Linked DNA regions of Gossypium hirsutum: region 1 is linked to region 2. The links are chromatin contacts, called in public Hi-C maps. All regions are on one chromosome and are shown on one strand. The core of a region is the stretch at or near the end of the contact, and the rest is flanking DNA. Distances in the headings are between cores, read along the strand shown.

What was found. A called contact is a pair of places that touch in the nucleus more often than the background predicts.
Region 1: a contact with region 2 is called in a Hi-C map of leaf, with 2.5 times the contacts expected there. The contact joins the promoter of LOC107945498 here to the promoter of LOC107945523 in region 2. A contact is called at or near these places in 8 of 34 Hi-C or Micro-C datasets (fibers, hypocotyl, leaf and 2 more).

What each region holds. Positions count from the first base shown.
Region 1 is chrD12:35,558,784-35,562,658 of Gossypium_hirsutum_v2.1, forward strand. LOC107945498 (aspartic proteinase-like protein 1) reads left to right here and starts at 1,595. Exons shown (of 10, transcript XM_016879533.2): 1 at 1,595-2,102; 2 at 2,772-2,910. The coding sequence starts at 1,798.
Region 2 is chrD12:35,261,312-35,264,981 of Gossypium_hirsutum_v2.1, forward strand. It overlaps LOC107945523 (protein CELLULOSE SYNTHASE INTERACTIVE 1), which reads left to right and starts at 2,159. Exons shown (of 8, transcript XM_016879575.2): 1 at 2,159-2,315; 2 at 2,634-2,794; 3 at 3,635-3,670. The coding sequence starts at 2,792.

The DNA.
Region 1 (3,875 bases), core at 345-2,844, 300 kb after region 2:
TGCCTCATTGACCACCTGATCCAGATCCATCTTATGAAAAAAACTTAAATAAAAACCTTTTCTCCCCTAGATCTGAGATCTGAACACCTTTCACTAGATATCATAAATTTGCTAAAGTGCTTTTCATAGTAGGAAAATGAATGATACTTGTTGTAAGGAAACAACCCACCAAACACAAATTGTGCGTTACTTGTTCAGGACCAACATCACTGCGAACCACTAAAGTTTCATCCTATTCATCTTCTAATGACAAATTTGCTAGTTCGTTCTCTATCCCCCTTTCTAAATCTGATTCTCAAAAAAACCCCTGGCACTTCCCAAGCCGCGGCCTTCAGAAAAACCATAAAAAAAGAAAAAAAAAGAAAAAAAAACAACAAAAAACCAGCAAAACAAAGAGACTTACATGTGCTAGAATAGCAGACAAAAGCGTGATTTTAAATCAAATATTAGATTGAAAACTAATACTAACAGTTAGAATTGACTAAAAAATTGATTCAACTAGATTTTTTTCATTTTACATTTTTTAATCAAATTGATAAATTAGTAATTCCACCGGTGGTGATTAAGGGCCAATTCTTCATTGTTTAAAAAAAACACTTTTGACTCCAAAAGCACTTTTGGAAGAAAAGCTGTGCAGAACAAGCTGTTTTTGGCTGAAATTTTTAACTTTTCAAAAGCACTTATGAAAATGAGAAGCTAAAAATTTTAGTTTTTCCCCTCCCAAAAATACTTTTGGTGCTTAATTACTTTTTCACCCCTCGAATAACATAGTACTTTCCTTTTTCTCTTGGTGCTTAATTACAAATGTGTTAAAATTATTAATTAAAAATAAAAAAATATTTTTTTAAAATACTAATTACAAATATTTAATGGTTATATTTAAATATTTAAAATGTAGTTTATATATTCTAATTAAATTTTATAAATAATTAATATTTATTACTTAAAATATTTAAAATTTATATTTCATATATTAAAATATTAACAACAAGTTATAATAATTTTTTTATATTCTTACTAAAATATAATAATATTAACTAATTTAAATATTATTTAAATACATATTTATTAATTGATAATAACATGTCTAAAATATATATTTTATTTTTTAAAAATACTTTTTAACAGTAATACTAAATAATCAAATTTTAAACTAAATTTTTTAAAAGCATTTATCAAAAACACGTTTTTACAATACTTTTTAAAAATATTGCTAAAATAACACTAAAAAAACATTGAGTAAAATATTCTGAGTTAATAAATTGTAGCAGGGGGAAGACGTAAAGGAAAAACAGGAAAAGAAGGCAGGGCAAGCAGGCAGCTAAGTGAAGGTAACGGTTGAAAGTGAAGGACAGGAATCAGCACGCCGTCTCCTCGTCTCTAAACCCCACAAACGTAACGGACCCCACGTGTCAGACTATTACAACCTCCCCCAATCAAACCCGTCTTTCCTTTTCTTCTTTTCTCTGACACGTCAACCTACTACCTTTTTTTTCCTGCTCACCACTGGACCCCACCTACATATACTCCTTAATTAATTAATCCCACTTTATTATTTTTTAACACTTCCTGCTTACTATTTATTACTCGGATCCAAAAATTTATCCCAACAGCAACGCTCTCCACTCTCTTTACTCCCTCTAACCCTATGCGCACTGCGCACCCTTCTTCTCCTTTTTCGAAACCAAAAAAATCCTCAAAGAAAGGAGAGAGAAATCCCTACCCATTTTCCGGCTTTGATTTCCATACGCATTTCTATTTTCTATTTTTTGTGAAAAAAAGCTTAGATCTTTGTCAATGGAGACGACGCGATCTTTGCTTCTGATTTTAGTGTCCTTTCTGGCCTTCTCCTCCTCCCATGTTACGGCGGACTTTACTTACTCTTCCAGGCTCATTCATAGGTTCTCCGATAAGGCGAAGCTGCTTAGGGTTCTCAGGAACGACGGCGGAGTTCGGTGGCCGGAGATGAAGAATTTGGAGTACTATGAGTTGCTTGTCAACAGCGATTTTCAGCGGCAGAAGATGAAGCTTGGGACTAAGTACAATCTTGTTTTCCCTTCTCAAGGGAGTAAGACGACGTCGTTCGGAAATGACTTCGGATGGTATCCCCCCCCCAATTAAAAAAAAAGAATCTTATTTGAACTATGTTGTTGACCGATATTTGACTAATAGTGTAGCTCAATTTTCTCCAGTTTCCTTTTTTTTTAAAAAAAATCCCCATTATATTTTCTTTTAAAAGGTATTCGACTTTCTTTGAAGGAAAGTCTTCCACTTTTTGTTGCTTGATTTTTCTTTTTTGTTGATGGACAATGATTGCTTCGTACAATGCAAGTTGCCGGGCTTAAAAAAAATTGCAATTTTATGTGCAAATGTTTATATTTCCTTGTAAATGAATTTCTAGGTTCTTAGCTAATGGCATGGAAATTACTGCAACGAGTGCGAAAATATTTACTTATAAAATGCTCTTAGGGTACTTTTTACAGCATTTTCCAATACCAATAGAGATGTATTATAGAAGTGGAATAAGTTAGGGTTAGGTTTTCTAGAACCAGTAATGGAAAGATGGAACCTTAGAAAATGGAGAATTTTGAAGTTTGAACAGCCCCCCCCCCCCAATTCATGAAAAACCCGTATGGAGAATGTGACATATTGGTGATTTTAAGCTGTATATGACTCTATAATCCAAAAATAAAATCTTTGTAAATATCAACTGAGGGTTTATTCTCTGCTGTTTATTTGATTATTTAACAAACTCAATTTTGAAATTTTAGGTTACACTACACCTGGATTGATATAGGGACACCGAATGTTTCATTTCTTGTTGCGTTGGATGTGGGAAGCGATCTACTTTGGGTTCCATGCGATTGTGTGCAATGTGCTCCACTGTCAGCCAGTTACTATAGTAGTCTGGTAGGCCGGCTTTCTATGATTATGTTGTTAAACACTCTAGGTGTATTATTTACTTTCATGATCATTCTTACTTTTTTTTTTTTGAAGGTTTGACCCTTTTAGTTGTTATGCTTTTTGTGGCATATTTACATTGTTCATGATGCTTGTTTGGTAACTATGTAACATGAATCCTTCAACGAGGCTGCTGTTTACTGTTAATAATGGAGCCAACTTATTCATTGCTTTGGAAAAAAGGGAAAAAAATAACAGATGATTACACATGAAATAAACAGTGATAAAACTTTTACCTTGTTAGATACTCTACTCCTTACATTTCATACACTATGTTAAGCAAAAACATCAAATGGAGTTCATTACATAAAATATGTACAAATTCCATGAGTTTAATGTTATTTTACCATCCAACAATTTTATTCTTGCCATAAGTTAGATGTCTATTTTTAACAAAAGTGCCCTGTTGTCTCCATCAATTTAAGAATTGATCTATATTGATTTCTGTGCTTCTTAGATTAGGAAAATTGTCACCTTATTCAAATGAAAAGAAGAAAACTTGCTTAAATAGATCATTAAATACTAGATCATTAAAGTTTAAAGCATCTGTTATAAAAAAATTAAAGCCATTTGTGATTTATTCCTATGGGGTTTCAAGTAATCTTTTAACTTCTCGAGCCTTATTGCATTTATAAACTTTCAAGTGTGTCTTGTTGGCAATTCTGCCCATGGTATTTGGATTTACTATTGAAGTTAATTTTCTACATGCTGCGTCACATGGAAAAAGTCTAGGGGTTCCTTGTCTAGATTCAAGACTATGTTGCATGCCTTAGATTGTGATCTAGTTACAGGATGATCTTGCTTGGGTTTTCTATGAGAACCAATGGTGAGAGGATTGGGAAAAAGTGGAGCTCTACAAAAGGGGGACTACCAACCTTGGAGCTCAAGAGGAGAGCTGTCTATCTCAAGTCGAA
Region 2 (3,670 bases), core at 909-3,408:
GGAATATTGATTAAAATATTAATTTTTTAATAATATTACTGTAGCAACTCACGAGACAGTCCATGTATATTTCATGCTAACATAAAACTATTTATAAAATATTAAAACAACAAAAATTCAGAATTCAAATAAAAAATTTATAAAAAATTCATAATTTTTTTTAAAAAAAACATGGAGTATACGTAGCTTGTCATGCCTGTAATGTTTAAAAAACTAACATTTTACTTCTAAAAACAACTAACATTTTAATAAATATTTACGTACAAAAAAAATTCGGCTCTTTTTGAATGGTTAATGATCAAATTCGACTATTTTTAAAAGATTAAAAGTAAAATTTAACTAAAAAACCTAATTAGCAAAAAATTAAATTTACCATTATATATTTTTTAATTACTTTCTTTTTCTTTTTCATATTTATTGGTTAGTGGATCATGGTACACAATATTGTAAGATTGGAATGGAATTGTTAAAAATAAAATTAGAAAATTTAAATTTAAATTATTTTTCATCGAATGAACCTAAAATTCTCAATTTAACCAAATAATTTTAATGACCGAAATTCAATTTAATTTACACGCAATTTATCATTAATTAAATTTGTTTGCATTTACATTACACATTCTAAATATTAGAGGGCAAATTATACAAATGATCATTTAATTATATTCACATCTAATTTTAAAAATTTTTAATTTTAACACCAATGTATGAATTCGTTCCTGTTTTGATCACCCGCCATTAAATTGATTACGTAACGTCTTTTTCTAACTAATACAATAACACATTTAGTCATCAATACTTTCATATTCTATCGATTTGATCTTAACTCTAAATAATTCAATAAATTTAATCCTTCACATTTACAAATTTTATCAATTTGATTCTCAAACTTCCTAACCAAAGTTTTCAACTTTTAAAATACAGGTACTCCACATCTATTAATTGTGTTATTTATGGTTGAAATTATCTAATTCTATACATAACCCTTTTATTTTATATTTTTAAGAAGTTAGTGTTAGAAATTAACTAAACACCATTAAAAATAATAGAAAATATAAATTTTAGAATTATAATATATACTAATAATATATAAATAATTTAATATTTTTGAAAGTAATTCTTCACCCTGACTAGCATAATTTTAGTTTTTAATTAATTTAGTAAATAATTTGACACTAAATTAGATTAATAGTTATACACATTGCTTATTGTGGATTTAAAAATTAAAAGCAAATAATTAAAAATAAATAGAACAAATAGTAATCTCTTAATCAATTTATAAAATAAAAAAATCATTATCAATGTAACAAATGGACATTCAATTAATTCTTTTACATTTTTTTCTTGTGAAAAATTAAATGTTCATAATTTTTCTTATATAATTATTGATTGAACAACTGGATTTTTTCATGACATATTTTTTAAGCCTTAATTTCCAATTTGAAGAACCAACTTCGAGGACTATTTCTAAGTATCTTGATGGGAATATCATACTGTTATCAAGAGTAAATCTAAATTATTTTTTAAAAGGTTTTTCCATTTTCTTTTGTCAAAATTTTGTGAATCAAAGTGTTATAAAATATTATATTTAGAAGAAGACTAATGAGAAAAAGAAAAGCCAATAAAGTTTCAAGATAAACTCATTGTATCAAGAATTGACTTGGCAAATGACTCGTTAGTTTCTTTTCTTTTTTTGCGTTTTACAAATTTACAGATGTGGAATGTCTCTATTTAAAAACTTGAAAGCTTTGAGTAGAAAGTCCGAGGATTAAATTATAGAATTTGTAAATGTGAAGGGTTAAATTTATTGAATTATTTGGAAGTAGTATCTAATTGATAGAATATGTAAGTATTGAAGACTAAATATATTATTCTACTAGTTAAAAAAATGCTTTCAATTAACCGCGAGTGACTAAAACAGAAATAAATTCAAATATTAGTATCTAAATTGAAAAGTTTTAAGATTAGATGGGAACACAAACATAATTGGGATGCGTGGATAATTTTAATTCATGTTAGAAAATTATTCGAATTATGAACGTTACAAAAGCCGAGCTCAAAACACAAGAAGCCAAGCTGAGCCGAGCCGACCCGAAAAGTAGACCCTTCAAGTTGTCGGTGGTTCACTGAAAGCGTCGGCTGTAACTGTAAGCGAGCTGATTTAAAAAGGAAAAGGAAAAATTAGAACAGAGAGAAAAAGTAGAAGAACAAATATAAAATATGTATATATAGGAGTATTTATCTTTTCATCATTTCTCTAGTTATTGTTTTTCTCATATCAAATCAAGAATTGATTAATTGTTCTCTCTTTAAAGGTTTGCTTCTCTACATCTCTTTTTTTAATTCTTTGCATCGAGTTTTGATTCTTTAATTCTTTATTTAATTCTTTAATTTAGTGGAAAACAATTCATTTCAGTTTTCTGTTTTCTCTCCTAATGAAAAGAAAAAATCAGAGTGTTGGAAATGTGATTCATTTCTCGATTCGTTTTCTTTCGTTTTAGTTTACTAGTATTAGCTGCATTGGATTTTTGCTCTTTCGAGATACACTTATTGTTGAATTATGATGATTTATGCTTGATCTGGATTTGATTGATAGATTTCTCATTTAATTTATTTCGGTTACTGTTTGGCAGGATATTTTAATGTTTTGACGACGCGTAGTGGCTGAATCTGGAGAGGGGCTAAGTTTTTTCTTAGATTCAGCGAATCTTGCACTAAAGAAGCAAAGCTGGCAGCGACACTCGCTTGGCGGTTTGCTGCTAACAATAGCAGCGGCCTTGCTGCTAATGATATGGTATGTTTCTAGTTTTTAGACTTCAGTCTTTGGATAATTTAGCATTAAGGGTATGGATTGTGAATTTATGATATTTTCCAATTATGAAGTTTAGGTGGTCTTTTTTCTACTGTATTTAGATCTCATTTTGCAATCATTGGTAATAAATAAATGCATCCTTTTAGTAGATAATTTGTTTCTTTAAGCTGGGAAAACAGTGTATCTGGCGGCGATCATTTGGAAATGCAATTCAATAGTAATAAAATCTGAAAAAAATTTGAATGATGAGACCCCAAAATTTTATTGTAATGTGTTGGTTGAATGCCTTTTTCTCTTTTTGGAAATATATTTATACTGATATTTAAGATCTGATGTTCGAACATGCTAGCTTGGATTAATGCTGTCTGTTGGCTCCATTTCTTTTAAAGTTTCCCTTTTCCATAGAGATCAGTTTAGAGATATATGCTTAGTGATGCTTCTGTCGCTGTATTCTCTGATTTTCTCCAACTACCATATGGTAGGTAATTGGTATTATTGGAGTCTCCAAGACCACAAACTCCCCCCTCCCCCTTCTCTTTGACCCACTCATCTCTGAAAAAGAAAAAAAATGGGGAAATGAAATACTAAATGTATATGTCAACTTCATCTAACCCCTGGAATTATCATCAGGGATGTGAGTTACCTAAATACCCTTGGATCTGATTTCTCCAATGCTTTTCTTGTATATGTTCTCTATATCTTGTTGTAGCTTCTTATGGTCATCGTATATTATGTTTTTTTCTTTCACATGGCTAGTTCAATGTGGCGAATGTCTAGTTGTAAGCATTTTACATCATTACATTCCTATGTCTATGGTTGCAGGAAAAAAATGGGGATGCCAAACTTCAAGATTCGGAG